Linked DNA regions of Sus scrofa: all the other regions are linked to region 3. A link is a contact called in public Hi-C data. All regions are on one chromosome and are shown on one strand. Each heading gives the region's core, a stretch centred on a gene start, on an enhancer-like site or on the middle of the called end of the contact. The rest is flanking DNA. Distances are from core to core; before and after follow the strand shown.

Evidence for each region. A called contact is a pair of places that touch in the nucleus more often than the background predicts.
Region 1: a contact with region 3 is called in a Hi-C map of liver, with 11 times the contacts expected there. The contact joins two enhancer-like sites. A contact is called at or near these places in 2 of 47 Hi-C or Micro-C datasets (liver and skeletal muscle).
Region 2: a Hi-C map of liver shows a contact between it and region 3, with 7 times the contacts expected there. The contact joins two enhancer-like sites. A contact is called at or near these places in 5 of 47 Hi-C or Micro-C datasets (liver and skeletal muscle).

Annotation. Positions count from the first base shown.
Region 1 is chr6:33,341,014-33,344,353 of Sscrofa11.1, reverse strand. No RefSeq gene overlaps it. Among named protein-coding and RNA genes, the nearest start is that of SALL1, 390 kb to the left of the region's middle. Within about 2 kb of position 1,348, at least 1 of the 83 cell types and tissues checked has an H3K27ac peak or open chromatin away from gene starts, as enhancers often do. A contact at or near this core is called in liver, where this site is marked.
Region 2 is chr6:33,426,950-33,430,363 of Sscrofa11.1, reverse strand. LOC110260961 (a long non-coding RNA gene) reads left to right here. Exons shown (of 3, transcript XR_002344610.1): 2 at 1,585-1,736. Among named protein-coding and RNA genes, the nearest start is that of SALL1, 300 kb to the left of the region's middle. Within about 2 kb of position 1,368, at least 16 of the 83 cell types and tissues checked have an H3K27ac peak or open chromatin away from gene starts, as enhancers often do. A contact at or near this core is called in liver, where this site is marked.
Region 3 is chr6:33,942,117-33,945,832 of Sscrofa11.1, reverse strand. No RefSeq gene overlaps it. Among named protein-coding and RNA genes, the nearest start is that of CYLD, 180 kb to the left of the region's middle. Within about 2 kb of position 2,177, at least 9 of the 83 cell types and tissues checked have an H3K27ac peak or open chromatin away from gene starts, as enhancers often do. A contact at or near this core is called in liver, where this site is marked.

The DNA of each region.
Region 1 (3,340 bases), core at 99-2,598, 600 kb after region 3:
CAAGAGGGCAAATCCTAATAGCTGTGATAGCTTATCGAGCATCTGCTTGAAGCATATTTGCCGATGTCCCAGTGGCTAAAGAAAAGTCACATGGCCGAACGCAGTGTTCACGTGAGAGGAAGCTACATAAGGATGTGGATACCAGAAAATGTGATTCATTGGTTCATTCATTCATGGGGGCCTTAGCTTATGAATCTGCGAAATAGATTCTTTTTCTGATCCAAGCGAGTTGCGTGGTTGGCCTCCATGTAAACGGAAAAAGTATCCAGTGGGCTATTCACAAATGTTATTTTTTTAAGGTAAATTAATACTTATGTTCTTGCCTTATATTATTTTATGTATATGTGCTATTTACACACCAGTTCCAAAAGGACTAGAGGATGCTTGCAATAAAAAGTAGATATAAGATTAAGCGTTAGAACTCTTCAAAAGTCTTAAAGGCTAACTTTGCCGAATCGAATACTCAATTTAATGTTGAGCTTCCTAGGAATCAAGGCAGAAATGGAGAAACATGATGGATCAATTGCTCTTTATTACTTACTGAGAGAAAGCACATTGTTTTTAGGAGTGATCACCTTTCTCTTGTCTCTAAATACACAGAGCATCCTAGAGAAAGAGGTGTTCCACAGAGCATTACTGAGAGTGGAGAAGCCTTCTCCCAACATCCTGGGACAGAAACCAAGGCACTAATGTGAGATTCACTGAACAGGTCTCTGACGTGGGACACACCATAGGATGAATGAATGCCGGTGTGTTGACATAGCCTACGTAGAGAACGTGGAATACTTCAGATTATCAATGCAACCTTCGACTACAGAGACACCATCAGAGATCCCTGGGCCACACATTTCAACTGTGGAGCCCCAATCCTTCCTGTTCATTCACTCTAGAACAGTCCTCCAAAACATTTCATAGCTTTTCTCTGCCTCTGCTGATTCAGGTCTCTCCACAAACGCTCTCTCATCAGAATTCTTCCCTGACCACACCGTCAAAATCAGTGTCTCTTCCCAACCCGCTTTCCTGAAGATACGGCCTCCCTTTCACTCACCCGGCTTTACGTTTCCTTGCCTTGGGTTGTCATCCTACTTGGCAGCCACCACTGCCACTGAATATTGCATGACTACAAATATTACTGCACAGGATCCCAGGATGACTTTTCTCTGGGTAGAGACTTAATGTCAATTTTGTTGGACGCTGGTTGATGATTTTCAGGAAGGCACTAGATGCATGAAATTCAAAACAAGGTAAAAGTGAGTCCACAGCTCTTTTGCACAGAGCAGCTGCTGCCTGTGTAGACTGGGTCTGTTTGAGGGTAGGCGTAAGCAGTGAGGGAGATATTAGAGGAGCTGTGTTTCAACTGGATCAACGTGGATCCATTCCAAGCTCTGTCACTCACTCGCTGTGTGACTTCTGGTAACTTTGGCCCCACGTTTATTCAAAGGTGAGCCAGGGATGATGATCTTGCTTGTTCCCAACGTGGTTGCCACGATTTAGTAACAACCTCAACAGTGTTTAGCACAGACGGACCCACACTGTGCATTTTCTCTTTCTTGCCACATATATACAGAAGAGGCGAGCGTTGACGAAGGCTGTTTTTTTTCTGAAGGCAATTTATTGGACTATCCCAGGGATGTTTATTTTCTTAACTAGAGGTCACAGGACTTGAAGACCACTAATGAAGGAGATGGTAGCTGGGGGAGCCGAGGAGTTTCCCCATTTCTTCCAAGTCTCTTCTTAGACTGAAAAAAAAAAAAGTCCCCTGTAAATTTTATGACTGCAGTGTCAAAAGTCTTCTATCCAAATCGCAGTAAATATTCTAATGAAGTCTGGAAAGAAAGCCATTTGTAATGGCTTGGGGCAGAGTATTAAGATAGCCTGTTTCTCGTTAGTCAGTCATTAGAGAGATCTAACATGCATGGGAAATGGTTTCCTGTTGTAAGTGCTTTAAAACCAAGTTTTAGGAAACCCCATTTCCTGCCGGCTCATTTGGAGACAGCAATGTGCCAACTGGTCAGACTTTTTAGCTGGTCAAATGGTGGCCTCCTTGGCTGCAATTGAGTTCAGATGCAGCAGCCTCAGAGTGGGCTTCGCTGCTCGGGGGTCCTGGCAAGAAGTAGGCAGGTCCATGGCGTAAGGACATCTGGACTGGGCACCGCTGGGGGCATTTTGCCTCCTATTTTAAGTGTTTTGATTCACGGCATGAATCAAATGCAGGAAGAGGAACTTCTAGCCTGGGCCTGGACACGGAGGTCTAGATCCTGCTGACGGAGCTGACGGGAAAATGGTGGATGTTTCTCTCTGGTTTGGGAGGGTTTGGACGGCCGATGGGAGAGCGCATTCTTTTAACTACTGTGCTGTGTATTAAAACGGAATTTTCTGAAATGAGGAAGTCCCAGAGACGTCCATTAGGATGCAGATGCGAGTATTTGCTAATCAAATCCATTTGCTTCTTTTTATGTGTGAGATGAGGGTCACTACTGTACGTGGAAGCCAGAAACTGATGGATGCGGGAAGACCACACAGGTCCTCACCTCCAGGAGACGCCTTCTGTAACAACTGCCCAAATCGACAAGGGAAACCCTCATTGCTGCTTAATCCATCATTGCTGCTTCACCCAGGAGAGGTCCCCAAGTATACCCACCTCTAGGTATACCCTGCTGTTCTAAGCGGGCACAGACAGCACAAATATATGCACTTTCTTAACCAACTGTCAGAAGGATGCAGTGAGAAAGTACTTTTACTGTCCCTATGATAACTTTCTTGACTCCTTGCTTCCTCCATACTCTTGCTATAGCCTCACTGGGGGCAGAATTTACCCCTTGACTTGAGGTGTGGCCACATCCTTGTTTGGGCCAATGATAGACAGTTGGAAGCGCCAGTCTGAGCCCAGGTCTTGAGAAGTCACACATGTTTCCTCCGGCCCTGTTGACACTCCCACCATCATTCTAGAAAGAACCAGCTAGTCTGTTGGTCCCAGAAAGACACTGAGAGATAAAAAGAGCAGAGCCACCAGTACTCACCCACAGAAAGCAGTGGGAAGCAAAGCCACCACAGCTGACCCTCAGCCGTGTGAAAATAAATAACTACTGTTTTAAGCCCCCGCATCTTGGGGCAGTTTGTTATAGCCCAATAGCTAACAGATACATCTCCATTTTACGAGTAAAGAAAGTATGACTCTGAGATCTTAGTATGGATTTTTCCAAGGCACAAAGCTTTTAGCTGGTAGAGTCAAGAAACAAACCTGGAGCTATTCAATTCTTAACCAGTATGCTAAGCTGCCATTCCCAGGGACCATGTTACTGGGGCTAGCGATTTCCAGGAAGCATCTCATGATTTGATT
Region 2 (3,414 bases), core at 119-2,618, 510 kb after region 3:
AGCCAGGCCACTGGGTTTGAGTTCCATGTGGAAGTTATGTGAGCTCAGGGAAGTTGCTGAACCTCTCAAGGGCATGGTTGCCAGATCCGTCAAACAGATAAGGTTGTGATGAGGCCCAAAGAAAGTACCCCCTTTTTATTCTTTTTTTTTTTTTTTTTTTTGCTTTTTACACCCACAGCATATGGAGGTTCCCAGGCTAGGGGTCGAATTGGAGCTATTGCTGCCAACCTACACCACAACCACAGCAACACAGGATCCCACAGCAATGCAGGATCTGAGCCTTGTCTGCGCCCTACACCACAGCTCATGGCAACACCAGATTCCCAACCCACTGAGCAAGGCCAGGGATTGAATCTCCATCCTCATGGATACCAGTCAGATTAGTTTCCACTGAGCCATGACGGCAACTCCCTAAATTAACCCTTTTAAAATGCTCAGAGCGGTGCCTGGCACAAGTCAGTACTTATATAGGAGTCATAAATATAAGTCATCCATAGTGAAGGAATGTGTTTCTTGATAACTCTTGATCAAATCTTTTCAGTGTCCATAACCACCATCATTTTAAAAAGTTTAGAAATCAGCTAGTATCCATAAGGACATGGGTTTGATCCCTGGTCTTGCTCAGTGGGTTAAGGTTCCACATTAGCAGTGTAGGTCACAGAGGCAGCTCGGATCTGGCATTGCTGTGGCTGTGGTGTAGGCCAGCAGCTACAGCTCTCCTTTGACCCCTAGCCTGGGAACTTCCATGTGCCGTGGGTATGTCCCTAAAAAGCAAAAAATAAAAATAAAAAAGATTTTATTCAAGTATAATTGATTTACAATGTTGTGTTTATTTCTATCATACAGCAAAGTGATACATATATATATATACATATACATATTCTCTTCATATTCTTTTCCATTGCAGTTTATCACAGGGGATTGAATAGAATTCCCTGTGCTGGACTTGTTGCTGATCCATCCTGTATATACTATTTGCATCTGCTGGTGAAGAATCTTCTAGTTGCTGGGCCAGGCACACAACTGTCCCACATCAGAGCCTTACCTTTGTGCCTGTCCCGTGTCTTTAAGGATTGACCCTGAATGGCACCCCTGGCTTCTCTAAAACTTCCAGACCTCTGAGCTGCCTTTGTACCATCCTGGTGCCTCTGGTGCTCCCTTCCCTTCGGGGGAAGTCTTTTCTGACTCCAATCTGGCAGCATGTGGATGTTTCGAGGCAGGGATCCTCACAGCCAGGCTTTATGACTCAGCAAGAGGGCTACTAAAGCCGTCCCTGTCCAAAGTTCATCTTGCATTTCTGAGTCAGCCAGGAGGCGTTTCATTGAAAGTGCAATCAGGATGTCCTCGCTCCCGGGCCTTTTCCCAGATGCCCAGCCTGGGAAGCACTGCCAAGTCTGCCCCAGCTGCTGGGTTGAAGGCCTGACTCCAGGAATGGTGTCATCCTTTTGGTGGTTAGCAACACACAGCAAGAGCCACCACATGCGTCGTGCACCCTGCTGCCTGCTGAGGCCCTGGAGCGGGGATTTGGGGAGGGCTCAGAAGAGGGTACAAAATTCACTCTTTCCTCTTCTTTTTCTTTTGCAGAAAGACTCTTTGTTTTTGCCATTCTGTGCACGAGCTAAGCAGAATACAGTAAAGAGAAATGGGGCAGGCCCAGGTATCCAGGAGATGGGAGAGAATTTGCATTCCGACTGTGGAACTCATCAAAAGGCTATTCTTCCTGCCTCCACTGGAAGGTACAATTCAGGTTGGGGGCTATTGAAAACAAGACTCTACCTCTTTCTTCAAATTCTAACTGGCGGGGGTGGGGGCTCTGAAGGTGACCTTGTGCCCCCAGATGTCCCCGGTGGACTTGACAGTTGAAAGCTGTTGATGCTCCTTCCAAATCTGAGGCTGCTGGTGTTTTCAAAAAGGAAGAAATGCCCTAAGATGGTTCACCCAAAATAAGCTGGCTACAGCGGATGGTGACTTTTGGCAAAATCACGCATTTAACATACCCAACACACACACACACACGGAGAATTGTGTGTGTAGCTCCAGTTGAGGAAAATGTCCAAAGTTTGGATTTGAGGAACAGGATGGAAATAAGGTGCCACCAGAGGCCACCCGTGCCCTCCAACCCGACCCCAACCCCCATCGGGATGGTTTGGTCCAAGATACTTCACAGAGAGAACGACCCCCGCCAACCACACACAACCCCCCCACTTCCATGAAAGACGTCTCATCCATCATTTGCCCACCTCCCCAAGAAGCATTATGCATCGTTTAATTCCAACTCTTTTTCGTGTTTCCTTTTAAAAACCATAGACTTCCAAGAGAGACTTCCCCCGAAAGCAAAGCATTCTCCATGGGTTTGGAATAAACCTGCAAAATCCTCTCAACTCCCCTTTACCACACACACACACTGAAACCCAGCTCCAGCGCTGTGTCTGCATCATCCCACTTCTGCCTCTTCCACACAGACTTATTTCATAAAAACGTCAGCTATTAAGTTAACATTATTTAAGGGGCTGTGGGTGTTTAGTTCCTGAATGCAACCTAAGCTGGATGGGGAGAGGGGAGAGGCCTGACGTGAAGGCCTGGCTGTATAAAACATGATCCACAGAGAAGCTACATAAATAACCCGACCGTGGGCTCCCAGCGCCTCTCTATTTATCACTGAAGTAACGATAAGGATCTGCTTTAGAGTGAACCCTGCTGAGGGTCCAGCCCCGGCACAAGCTGTAATATGATCTGCAGGGGAGGGCTGATAACCCGACACAATGTGAAGAAACCCGGGCAGAGGAATAAGACAAACTGTTCGTCCATTAAACGGCGCTGTCAGGAAGGGGGCCGCGAAGCCAAACAGAGCTCCATCCAATTCTTGCGTGGAGACACAAAGCCAGGAACACCTGAACCGAGCTGGGGAAATAACCTCCCTCAGAAACAAGCGGAGGTGGGGTCAGGGGAAGGGGGAAGCGGTCTCTCAGGCACAGCCTGCACCCCCCCTGGGGTGGGGTCTCTCCATCAGTGAAATGGGATCCATCCGCTTGGTGGCCCCTCCCTCCTGGGTGGTTGGGGTGATCCCATGGTCGAGGGACCTCCAGAGGGTCCTGAGGAAGAAGGAGACGACTCCACGAAGGCCAGGAATGCAGAGGCCACGCTGGTTATAGAAGTGCTGGAACCACCCAAGGAAGATGAAGGGCTCGTTCAGCTCCAGGAGCTGTAGTGACGCAGCGCCTTCAACGTGGCGGCACAGAAGCCCAGGCCGCTGCCACCAAGTCTGAATCTTTCTTTCAAAAGAAGCTCCAGATACGATCTTTGCTGGGAAATTTCAAGGATTCGGTGTTTGCTGTTACTGAGAATTTTTTTTTTTTTTCTCCCTGTATTCTGTGTGCTTTTCTTTTAAAAATTCCTTGTATTGAGTTGAAAAAC
Region 3 (3,716 bases), core at 928-3,427:
CCTAGCCTGGGAATCTCTGTATGCCGCGGGAGCAGCCCTAGAAAAGGCAAAAAGACCAAAAAAAAAGAGGTCACTGAAAGATGTGTTTCTAACCCTCTGTGGGACCTCGGCCAAGATCCTTTTCCCTTCTGGGCTGAATTTTTTTCCCCTGTCAAATGAGGGGAAAATCAGTACACAGTGATTTACCAGCAGGCCTCACAGCAGAGTCACGGCTGGCACTGAAAAATGGTACGGTTGCCCTGGCTGCGCCCCAAATATTTTCTTTTTCTTTTTTTTTTAATTACAGGAGTTTCAGGTGTATAGCACATTGATTCCATACTTGTATGTCATAGGAAATGATCACCAAAATAAGCCTAGTAAACCTCCACCACCACACAGTTACAATGCTTTTTCTTGTGATGAGAACGTTCAAGGTTTACTTGCAAAGTACCTTTCAAACATGCAATATAGCATCATTAACTATAGCCGCTTTGCTTTCCTTTACTTCCCCAGGACTTATTTATTTTATCCCCAATTTTTTGATTCAGGATTTCTAAAGGTGAAGACCCAGTCGTCTGCATTTTTAGCAAGCTTCCAGGTGATACTACTGCAGCCCTGCCAGGCATCTGATATCTGGAACACCTAGGCAAGAAAGCCCCTCCGAACCTGCCAGTTCTGATGTCCTTGGAGTTCCACGTGATGTCCCTCCACTCCAAGTCCACGGCAGTGCCTCCCCCCGCCCCCCGAGGCTGGCCTCTCTGCTCCGCCGAGATGGCACCAACCGGACTTGCCCTGGCAGCTCCACTGCCTCGTTGCGCTCCAGCAAGCACCAGGTAATTTGTGTCAAATTTTACTCTCACCTCCCTCTCCTTCCCCTCCATCTCGGGGCTTTTTTGGGGCAAACTCCTGAATTTCACCTTTGGATCCCAGTACCCTCATGCTGTGCAAATTGCCTTGGGGGTGTGCCCCTGCCAGTCGGCAGGTGCACACTCTCATCAGGGGGCATGGCAGAGCTCAGCCACATCCCCAGCTGGGGGGAGACCGTGGAGCCGAGTGCCAGGGAGGGAAGCGGGTGCTCAGGCACGGCTGCCAGGACAAAGGACCCAAAGTTCCCCACCTCGGGCAGACACGAGCAGCCCTGGGAGGGGCAGAAGCTCAGTCGTGAAGTAACAGCTGCCCCTTAGGAGCCTGGGGCCCTCTGCCAAGCTGTTTCACAGGTGGTGTGGGGAATGGGAAGAGCCCTGCTGGACACTATTCCGCACTTGGAGCCTCAGCTTGCCCACCTATGAAATGGGACCACATCTCTTGTCCTATCGCCATCCACAGACCCCTTGGGCGGAGCAAAGGAGAAAAAAAATGTAATTGTGGTGGAGCAATCTCCAGCCGCGTGATATTCACACTACCGTCCGTGTCCCCTTCACCTCCTCGCCCCCACGGGCCACAGCCCAGCCATATCAACAGGTGGCTTTCGCCAAGTACTCAGCACTTATGATTACGCTGCCATTAAACGTGCGCCTCCCAAGGACGGGCCCTCGCCATGGTCACCTGTGGTCCCTCCGTATGTATCAGGCAACGCTGGAAAAGTGGTCGAGGATAAGGCCCTCTCAGACCTCGAGGAGGAGGTGGCCCTGCCGCCTGGGCATCCATCCAGTGTGAGTGCCCGGGGCTCCAAAGTCCCCCCACTCACCCTCAGCCCTCGTGAAGCGGGCACCCGCGTATCCCAGAAAAATTGACTTTGGATTGAGTTCATACAACACCCAGGAAAGGAGAGCAATCTTTCTCAGAACTCAAATGCAAAAACATAATGTGGTTAATATTAAATAAAGAGATTGGGCAACCCTCCCCCTCCCTTCCCTTTTTATGGTGTGTGCTGATGTGTCCTTGATCGGGGACTGTTTTGTTTATGATTAATGAATGACTCACCTTGGGCTGCTTTCTGCTTAGTCCGTACTCATTATGAATTCAAAGAGGACGTGTCGAGCTTGGCACCCAAAGGGAAATCCTCAGGAATTGGGGGGAAATGTTGACAGTGCCAGAAGCTTTCCAGGGGGAAGTGGGTGCCAGGAGACCCTCTTCCCAGCCTGCACATTCCCAAAGCAGGACCCTCGGTTTGTCATCGACCCCAAACCGTATACTGAGCCAATACCTGCGCTATACCAGGGACAGCTCTGTCTTCACGGAAGGCTTGAAACAAATGAGCCCGCTCACCCCAACACGCCCGCACGCAAGTCATATTTCAGCTCAAGTCCTCGTTCTGCCTGACACCCTCCGTTTTTCTGCCAGAGCTTCGTCCTCTCCGCGACTCTCAGTTTTTCTGCCTGTATAATGGGGCTTTCTCTGTGGTCCTTCTAGCGCTGCTCTGTCCAGAACCCCAGAGCTCCTTGGAGACAGAGACCGTGTCTCATGCTGCCTGGCTGGTGCAGAGCTGGCTGATTCGATAAAGGAATAAAGACGGTGGTCCGAGCGTGAGCAGAGCTGGGCTCTCATCTCAATGTGACTCAGCTCTCAGCATGTGGTCCGGAGTGGCCCCGCCTCGCTCTAGGGGTCAGAGTTTTCAGCAGGAGCATCAGAGAATTGACTTGAGAAGCAGAAGACTGAGTCTGGCCTGCTGGGAGCGGCTTTGTATTTGACACAATATTACAGGTGACCGTGGATGAGTGCATTTGCTCCCCAGGTGGGTCCACGGGCCATCACCCCCCTGGGGGCCCCAGCAGGTCCAGTCTCCCACACTGGTGACCTGTCTGGTCCTGGGTGTGTGACTCCCCCATTAGCCATCTCTTGGCACCTTTCCTGCTCTGACAGTCTGTGAATCTAGGAAGGGGCAGCGAGGGCGAGGGTGGTGCCCTTCCCACTGGAGCAGAAGGTTCGATTCCTGGGAAGGGCCCCTGTGATGGTTGATTTTGTGTGTCAACTTGAGGGGACACGGGGCTCCCAGAGGAAACATAATTTCTGGGTGTATCTGTGAGGGTGTTTCTGGATGGGATTAGCATTTGAATCAGCGATTGAGTAACGCTGATTGCCCTCCCAGTGGGGGCGGGCACCATGCAATCCATGGAGGCCTGAATAGAGCAAAAATGGGGAAGAAGGAGGAGCGTGTCCTCTCTGCCTGCACTTTGAGCTGGGACATCAGTCTTCGTCTGCTCTCCATTGGCTGGCCTGCCTTCCTGCCTCCCTACCTCCCTCTTCCCTGCCCCCCCGCTTTCCTCCCTCCCTGCTTCCCCCCCCCCCCCTTTCTCCCTTTCTCCCTTTCTTTCTACTTATATGTATCCTGTTGGTTGCATTGGTCTCTATCCCATTGCTTCTGGAGAACGCTGACTAATACCCGCCCCAAGCCCCCGGAGCCCCTCTCCAGCTGCCTGGTCCTTCAGTCTTGTCTCTGACCTGCCAGAACCCAGAGGGGCTCAGCAGCTCCCCGCCACCTTGCTCACCTTGCTCCAACCTGCTCTGAGTGAATGCACAGCCGGGGGCCGTGGAAAATACTTGAGCTGATTCAGCATGAAGGATGTGCCAGCCTCCCTGCCCCTCACATGGGCTTACAAACTGGCATCGTTAGGACAAGCTGGGTCCCAGGGGCCTGATGTGGGTGTGCAAGGAGGCTGGGACCAGTCTCCAGAAGCAGCATCAGAACAAGGCTCTTTCATCTTGGTTCCAGAGCCCAAGAAGTATTGGCTCTTTCTCCGCGCTTGCGAGGGGCTTACAACTGACCACTCTCTCATTCATCCAGCAGTCCCCAGGGT